Linked DNA regions of Mus musculus: region 1 is linked to region 2. The links are chromatin contacts, called in public HiChIP or PLAC-seq maps. All regions are on one chromosome and are shown on one strand. Each heading gives the region's core, a stretch centred on a gene start, on an enhancer-like site or on the middle of the called end of the contact. The rest is flanking DNA. Distances are from core to core; before and after follow the strand shown.

The links. HiChIP or PLAC-seq counts read pairs in DNA pulled down with a chosen protein or histone mark.
Region 1: an H3K4me3 HiChIP or PLAC-seq map of craniofacial prominence shows a contact between it and region 2, with 4 times the contacts expected there. The contact joins the enhancer-like site here to the promoter of Dhcr7 in region 2. A contact is called at or near these places in 2 of 39 promoter capture datasets (embryonic stem cells and neural stem cells), 19 of 484 Hi-C or Micro-C datasets (the AML12 cell line, CD8 T cells, the HL-1 cell line and 13 more) and 12 of 115 datasets of contacts at active chromatin or transcription factors (the SCID.adh cell line, craniofacial prominence, embryonic limb bud and 5 more).

What each region holds. Positions count from the first base shown.
Region 1 is chr7:144,050,257-144,054,085 of GRCm38.p6, forward strand. It overlaps a transcript of Shank2 not described here. Among named protein-coding and RNA genes, the nearest start is that of Mir3105, 43 kb to the left of the region's middle. Within about 2 kb of position 1,960, at least 26 of the 459 cell types and tissues checked have an H3K27ac peak or open chromatin away from gene starts, as enhancers often do. A contact at or near this core is called in liver, olfactory sensory neurons and trophoblast stem cells, where this site is marked.
Region 2 is chr7:143,820,934-143,824,787 of GRCm38.p6, forward strand. Dhcr7 (7-dehydrocholesterol reductase) reads left to right here and starts at 2,234. Exons shown (of 9, transcript NM_007856.2): 1 at 2,234-2,607. It overlaps Nadsyn1 (NAD synthetase 1), which reads right to left and starts at 1,919. Exons shown (of 21, transcript NM_030221.2): 1 at 1,726-1,919; 2 at 239-299. The coding sequence starts at 1,810.

The sequences.
Region 1 (3,829 bases), core at 710-3,209, 230 kb after region 2:
GATCACAGAGAGTTCTCACCTAGCCCCGGGTGGATGGAGGAGGGGGGGCATGTGTCTCCTCCCTAGAAGGAACAACTGATCCCACCAGGTCTTGTAACCCAGAAAGGTCAGAGGGTCACCCTGAACTCAGCCAATGACATCCGAGAGGGGCCAACAGGAGCGTTCATTCATGTGTAGGTGTCAGCTTCCCTGGCTGGGGTTGTAGCCGCTGGACTGGTGTTCAGGGTGGACAGCAGCTGAGCCATTCTGCAGCCATGAGAACCTACTGGTGCTCAGGAACAGGATCCGGCTCTACCCTTAGGCACACACAGAATCCCTTGTGAAGCACTAATTCCAGCCTCTTTCAGCAATCCCTTGGCTCTTCTGAGCTGTCTCCACAGCAGGGAAGCACATCCCTGCACTCCTGCTATGGCTGAGCACTAGAAACTAATTTTAAGCCAAGACAAATGAAAAGTCTTAGTTAGACATGAGCTTGGTCGGGCTTTGGCTTCCAAGGGAGTGCCATAGAAGTCTCCTGGGAACACAACTGAGTGTCGCTATTCCAGTTCTCAGAGGCAGGGATGCATCTTTAGGAGTGTGGGCGATGGAGGCTCTGCTGATGCTGTTTAACCTTTTAAGAAATTACCTCTTGCAGTAATTGGCTTGATGTTCCCCAACCCTGCTCAAATAGTTTCTCGTGATTGCCACCCCTCACCCTTCAAGTACAGGTTGGGTTTTGGTTTTTGCATTTTGACATAGGTGTACGTGGTGTGAATATACATATGCATGTTTGGCTACATGATGTCCACAGTGGATGTCTAGAATCATCCTTCACTATTCTTTCACCTGTTTGCTGAGGCAGGATTTTAAGGCTCTATCAGTCAAACCCAGAGCTTGCCTTTACATCTGGTGCCATCAGCCAGCTCTGCTGGATGCACTGTCCCTGCTTTCTAAGGCTGGAATTACAGATGCACGCCACACCCACCTGGCATTTGTAAGAGCTCTAAGGATTTGAATTCCAATTCTCACACTTGCACACAAGCGCTTTTAACCGTAGAGCTTTGTCACTAGCTGTTTAGTGCATACGGTTCAGAGACAGTGCTAGTGATATGAAGGCTCTAGTCTCTCAGGTTTCCCATGGTGAACTCCTGGGGCAAGGTGTCAGAGTTGCCAGAGAGCAAGCCGTGGACACCTCAAGTGGCACTGTCCCACAGTCAGCTGCTGCACCAGGGGTTCCATGTAGTGGATTGAGAATCATTCACAAGACTCATTTTCTATCTTCGTCAGGAAAGAGAGTGACTTTTACACAGGGGTACACCGGATCTATTAGTTGTTACAACCAAATAGGAAATCATGCAGTATATCCAACCATGTGTCCCAGGGCAGCTGTAAATGCCTCAAACAAGAGAGATTTCTTTTTCTAACTCAATCACATAGTTCTCAAACATGAACTTTGTAGATGGCAATGTTGTACTCCAATATGAAATGCACTTGAGAGGACTTTTTAAAAACATGTCGTCATTGCGTGTGAGGAACCTGAGTGTCTGTAAGTCTGAAGGTTCAGAGGGGGTTCTGTAACCCCTAGGATGTCTTAGGGACAGCTGTATTTAACTATGACTCCCAGTGTACGCCCCCACCACAGTGCACTTGTGCACTCTGGTGTGCACATATAAGCATATGAGAATCTTGGTTTCTGTCCCTAGGCTGGCTGGTCAGGAAGTCTCAGGGATTAGCCTGTCTCTCCCTCCCTAAGGCTGAGGGTTCTGGGGCTCAAGCTCACGTCCCATGGTCCCATGGTTAGAGGGCAGGCACTTCATTGATTTCCAGCCTGGACTGAGTTCTTTTGCTTTCCCCAGCCTTTTTGTTTGAGAGACAGAGGCAAACTTTACTTTGTAGTTAGTAAGCCATATCTCTTGGCTTCTCTGTTCTCAACACGTAGCAGTGGGGCAGAGGGGACAGGAACAGAAGGAACAGGAATCCTTTGATCCTGTGTCCGGGTTAGTAGCTCTGATGACCTTTGGCATCCTGCCTCTTTTCTCTGTTCTTCCTGCAGAAGTGCATTCGATTTAACCCAGACGCCACCGTGTGGGTGGCCAAGCAACGGATACTGTGCACGCTGAATCAAGGCCTGAAGGATGTACTCAACTATGGGCTCTTTCAGCCCGCCAGCAATGGGCGTGACGGCAAGTTCCTGGATGAGGAAAGGCTCCTGCGGGAATACCCACAGCCCATGGGCCCGGGTGTGCCTTCCTTGGAGGTAACTAGCCGTGTGTGAGTGTGTGAGGGAGGGATGGTGCTGTGCAGCCTGGGTGCCACCGAGGGCATTGTTTTAACCAGGCACCTGTTGGTTTGCGATTAGAAAATTACCCACCCTGCAGGTAAAGTCTGGCTCCTCTGGACCTTCCATGTTAGGCATGTTGTGACAGGTACCCAGTGGTCCTTCTTGGTGGATTTGGGAATTTGGATCAGTGGCATGATTAGTTAAAGACAAAGTGAGAGCTGAGTTTATGGTGGCATATGGATGTGGTCTGGGGCAGGATGCAGGGCTAAAGCATTGTAGTCTAGCAGCAGGCACAGACATCTTCCAATTCCATCCAGAAGCTATAGGCTGAGCTTATAAGATATACACTCCCCAGGCAGTCCCGTCAATCCAGTTCTTCAGGACTGACTTGTTTTGACACTTAAAAATCAAGAAAGTTCCCATCTGAGTCATGGGCATACCTGTAGACTTGTCATCTTGTGTGGGGCAGAGGGAGAAGAGAACAAAGTTGTCTCTTTCAGATATTATGGGATTGGTGATGGTGCTAGAGAGATGGCTCAGTGGTTGAGAGCAACTGTTGCTCTTCCAAAGGACCCAAGTTCATAGTCCAGCATCTAAATACACACACACACACACACACACACACACACACACACACACACACACACGTACACACTCGCACATGCACACACACATATGCACATACATGTATTTATATATACACATATACATAGACACACACATGCACACACATGCATACACATATACACACATATTCATAGACAAAGACACAAACATGCATATATACACGTACATGTACATACACACATATACATAGACACACATACATGCATACACATGTACACACATATATACACATACACACATACATATATATACACACATACATATATATACACACACACATATACACAGAGATTGCTTTGTGGTTTAGAGCCCTTGTTGCTGTTGCAGAGGAACTGGGCTCAATTCCCAGCACTTGGTAGCTTACCACCATCTTTAACTCTAGTTGCAGGGGATCTAATGCCCTCTTCTGGCCTCTATATTTAACAGTCATATATATGGTATACTGATATATAGGCAGGCAAAACACAAGTAGACTCAAAGTAATAAAATGTTTTTTGAGACAGCATTTGTGTATGCTTCAAATATGTGAAGCACCCACAGAAGCTACATCTATGTATGCTATGACATCATCAGATCCTCTGCAAATGGAATTACGGATGGTTGTGAGCCAGCGCATGGGGTACTAGGAACAGAACCAGGGTCCTCTAGAAGAACAGCTCTTGCTCCTAAGCAAAAGCCCTCTCTCCAGTTTCCTAAGTTTAAAAAAAAGTCAAAAAAGGGAAAATAATACAAGGTCAGATTTCAGTTGGGGGACTAGCGTATGCCTCCACCTGGAATGTTCCCTTGTTCCCATGTTCCCGCCCTTTATTCCTGGGAGTGTGACAGTCTCAGGAAAAGATCAGGAAGGAGACACAAAGTGACCTGGGTTCAGGAAGGTCATTCTACTCTGGGGCCTTTGGGTGTTGTCTTTATGAGACAGATAAGGAAACTGAGACTGAGGTG
Region 2 (3,854 bases), core at 984-3,483:
CATCAGGGAAGGTGAGGCAGGTTGGCTTTATGTTCAACCTCACTCCCCTATTGAACCATGAGGAAGCCTGAAGTTATCCAGCTTCCCCAACCCGCCCGGAACAAGGCCCACTCTCAAGCTGCTGCCATCCTAAATGCATCTTCTTGCTCTCAGTTCTGCCCCATTTCTTCCCATCTTTTGTTCCACTACCTGCCCTCCAAAGGGTGGGGGTTGGGGCTGCCGGTGTGCTTAGCCATACCATATTTCTAGTTCTGGTCCAAGCCTGTATCTTGCACCTTTGCCTTTGGCAATTTGAATACCTATATGGAGAGAGAGGGAGGGAGAAGGATTCAGCAGCTAGGATACATTAAAAGGTAGAAAAAGCAGGCTGCTGTGGTAGATACAGCCAAAGCCAGGCTCCAACCAACTACAGCCCTTTCTGTTAATAGCAGAGGACAACAGGCACCTATACCCACGTGTAGGTATTCAGAAACAGGGAGGGTAGGGTGACCTTAGTACTAGGAGGGTAAGCCACACCTTAATGGATAATCATTAAGCAGACACCCAAATTGGCTATAAGGAAAAGCTGTAGACAGGATGTGAAGGCTTCCATCCCTAGGTTGGTGTCAGCATCCAGCACCCAGGTTGAGAGCTGCTGCCAACATGCAGGCAAGGCAGCCCATCTTCACCGCAAAGACATAGACTCTGACCACAAAATCAGGTCAAAAATTACTTTAAAAAATAAAAACGCCTGGGCTAGCCAGATGTCTCCGTAGGTAAAGTCACTCGTTGGTAAGCCTGACAAGTCTGAGTTCACTTAGACCAGTGGTTCTCAACCATCCTAATACCATGGCCCTTCAATACAGCTCCTCATGTTGTGGTGACCGTCTGCCCCCTCCCCCAACTAATTTTGCTGTTATAAACCATAATGTAAATATCTGAGAGGCTCGATATCTGATATTTGACCCTTGCCCAAGAGTCATTTGGCCCTCACAGGGGTTGTGGCTCACAGGTTGAGAACTGCTCACTCAGACCCACAAGGTGGAAGAGGACAGCTGACTCCTGCAGGTTGTCCTCTGACCTCCACATGCACATTATGGCGTGCATATGTACATGAAATAAATAATACATTTGGGTTTTTCTTGTTGTTTTGCTTGTTTCTTGTTTTTCCTATTTAGCCTTCCTGCAGAGGCTTCCAGCACGGATAACCTGAGGTGAGCAGTCTGCAGCTGGGCACAGAGTATCCCCAGTTCTATCTTCTGGGGGCAATGATGAGCTGACCTGAATGTCAACAATACAGGTATATGGAACGCCAACACCCTTCTCTGACCTGAGACCTCTTCTGGCTTCAGTATGCCTTCTCCCAATGCCAATCCATGAGGAATGTCCTCAGGAGCCCTAGAACACGGATCTCTAGTCTTTGCAAACGCCTAGATCTCAATGAAACAGTTCCAAGAATGCGCAGCCCTGCCCCAGGTAACCTTAGAGAGACCCACCAGATCCTAGAGGATGGATGAGGGCAGTGTCTGCCTGGCTGGCAGGGCACTCCTATTTCCACTCTTGCCTTGCTTCCTCACATGTCCCCCAAATTAGGAAGTCGCCCTGAAAGCTCACCAAGCATTACCCTTCTATCTGTTCCCACGCCCAGCGCTGTGAGTCTCTCCTGGGCAAAGCTGGCCTGGACTGCCATGTCCTACCCATTGTGGACTTTGACTTCTTCCTGTCTCCCGCCACCCCAAAACTCACTCTTTAAAATCCTCTGGAAATTGCCCTCAAAGTCCAGGGCCCACTGATTGAGTGCACAGGTGGCCACGGTCACTTTCCGGCCCATGCTGGTTACAGGTTCCAGGCTGGGACGGTGTAATAACGGAGACCACAGGGAAGATACTAGCCGGACTGTCCGGTCTACGCCTGCGTAGCTTGGTTTCCTAGAGGCCCCTCCCCACGGCTCGCCATAGCCCCGCCCCTCTGCCGTCATAGCCCAGCTTCTGCACCGCCTCCAGAACTGCGCCGGCGCAGACCGTGTCTTACCCGGAAGCCCCGTCCTTTCGCCCTCCACAGCCACACCCCTTCTCACTTTCGCAGTGCGCGCCCTTCCGTGAGACCCCGCCCCCGCGGAGATCCTGCACAAAGCGCACCCTTTAAAGTAGGGCCCTAAGGAGCGCCTGCGCAGTAAGGTTGTCTCAGCGTCCCGCTGTTGCCCAAGGTCAGAGCGTCCTGGATCATTTCCTTTGCCATCTGAGCGACTTTTGATAGGTCATGAAAGGCTTGTTTTCTGCCACCAAAAGTAATGTCAGGTTTGCTTTCTGTCGCTGTGATGAACACGTGGCAAAAAGCAGCTGGGGAGGAAAAGGGCTCACTTCACCTTATAGCTCATAGTCTGTAATGAAGGGAAGTTGAGGCAGGAACTGAAGCAGAGACCAAAGAGGACTTCTGCCCACTGGCTTGCTTGAAGGCTTACTCAGCCTGTTTTTTTTTTTTTTTTGCACCACTGAGGACCACCAGCCAGGGGTAGCGCCACCCACAGTGGGCCAAGGCCGTCACATCAATCATCGGTTATGAAAATGCTCCACAGACAAGCACAGGCCAGTCTGATGGAAGGGATCTCTCAAAGTTTCCACTTCGCAGGTGTGTTCAGTTAATTTGTGTCAATTTTGTCAGTAGGAGCTCACAGAGAGCTCACAGAGGGAATGGGTGTGTCCTGCTTCTTTGGCTCACAGCAGTCTGGATTCCCTGTGCATCAACCTGAGCCCTTTCTCATTCCTGTCCCTTTTGCGTTTGGGTAACACCAATCAAAGTAGATACAACTTTTTTTTTCCATTTTTTATTAGGTATTTAGCTCATTTACATTTCCAATGCTATACCAAAAGTCCCCCATACCCACCCACCCCCAATCCCCTACCCACCCACTCCCCCTTTTTGGCCCTGGCGTTCCCCTGTACTGGGGCATATAAAGCTTGCGTGTCCAATGGGCCTCTCTTTCCAGTGATGGCCGACTAGGCCATCTTTTGATACATATGCAGCTAGAGTCAAGAGCTCCGGGGTACTGGTTAGTTCATAATGTTGTTCCGCCTATAGGGTTGCAGATCCCTTTAGCTCCTTGGCTACTTTCTCTAGCTCCTCCATTGGGAGCCCTGTGATCCATCCATTAGCTGACTGTGAGCATCCACTTCTGTGTTTGCTAGGCCCCGGCATAGTCTCACAAGAGACAGCTACATCTGGGTCCTTTCGATAAAATCTTGCTAGTGTATTGTAGTGGCTATTCCTGGTTGTCAACTTGACAATATTTGGAATGAACTACAATTCGGAATTGGAAGGCTCACCAGTGACCCTTATCTGGAGGCTTGGAGATCCTTATCTGGATCTTGGTTTGAAGATCTTGAGCCATAGTGGCTATGGATTCCAGAAGATTTAATCTCCGAGTTAAGGAACACACCTTTAATCTGGGCTATGCCTTTCATTTGGGATTAAAGGTGTGGTGGAACACACCTTTAATCTGGGCTACACCTTTTGCTGGAGACAATATAAGGACATTGGAAGAAGGGAGTCTAGCTCTTGCTCTTGCTCCTTTGCCTGCTTGCTGCGTGAGACTGAGTAACTGCTAGATCCTTGGACTTCCATTCACAGCTGCGACTGAACAATTGTTGGGAATTCGGCTGCCGACTGTAAGTCATCAATAAATTCCTTTACTATTTAGAGATTATCCATAAGTTCTGTGACTCTAGAGAACCCTGACTAATACATGTATGCAATGGTGTCAGCCACTATGTTCATAGCAGCCTTATTTATAATAGCCAGAAGCTGGAAAGAACCCAGATGCCCCTCAACAGAGGAATGGATACAGAAAATGTGGTACATCTACACAATGGAGTACT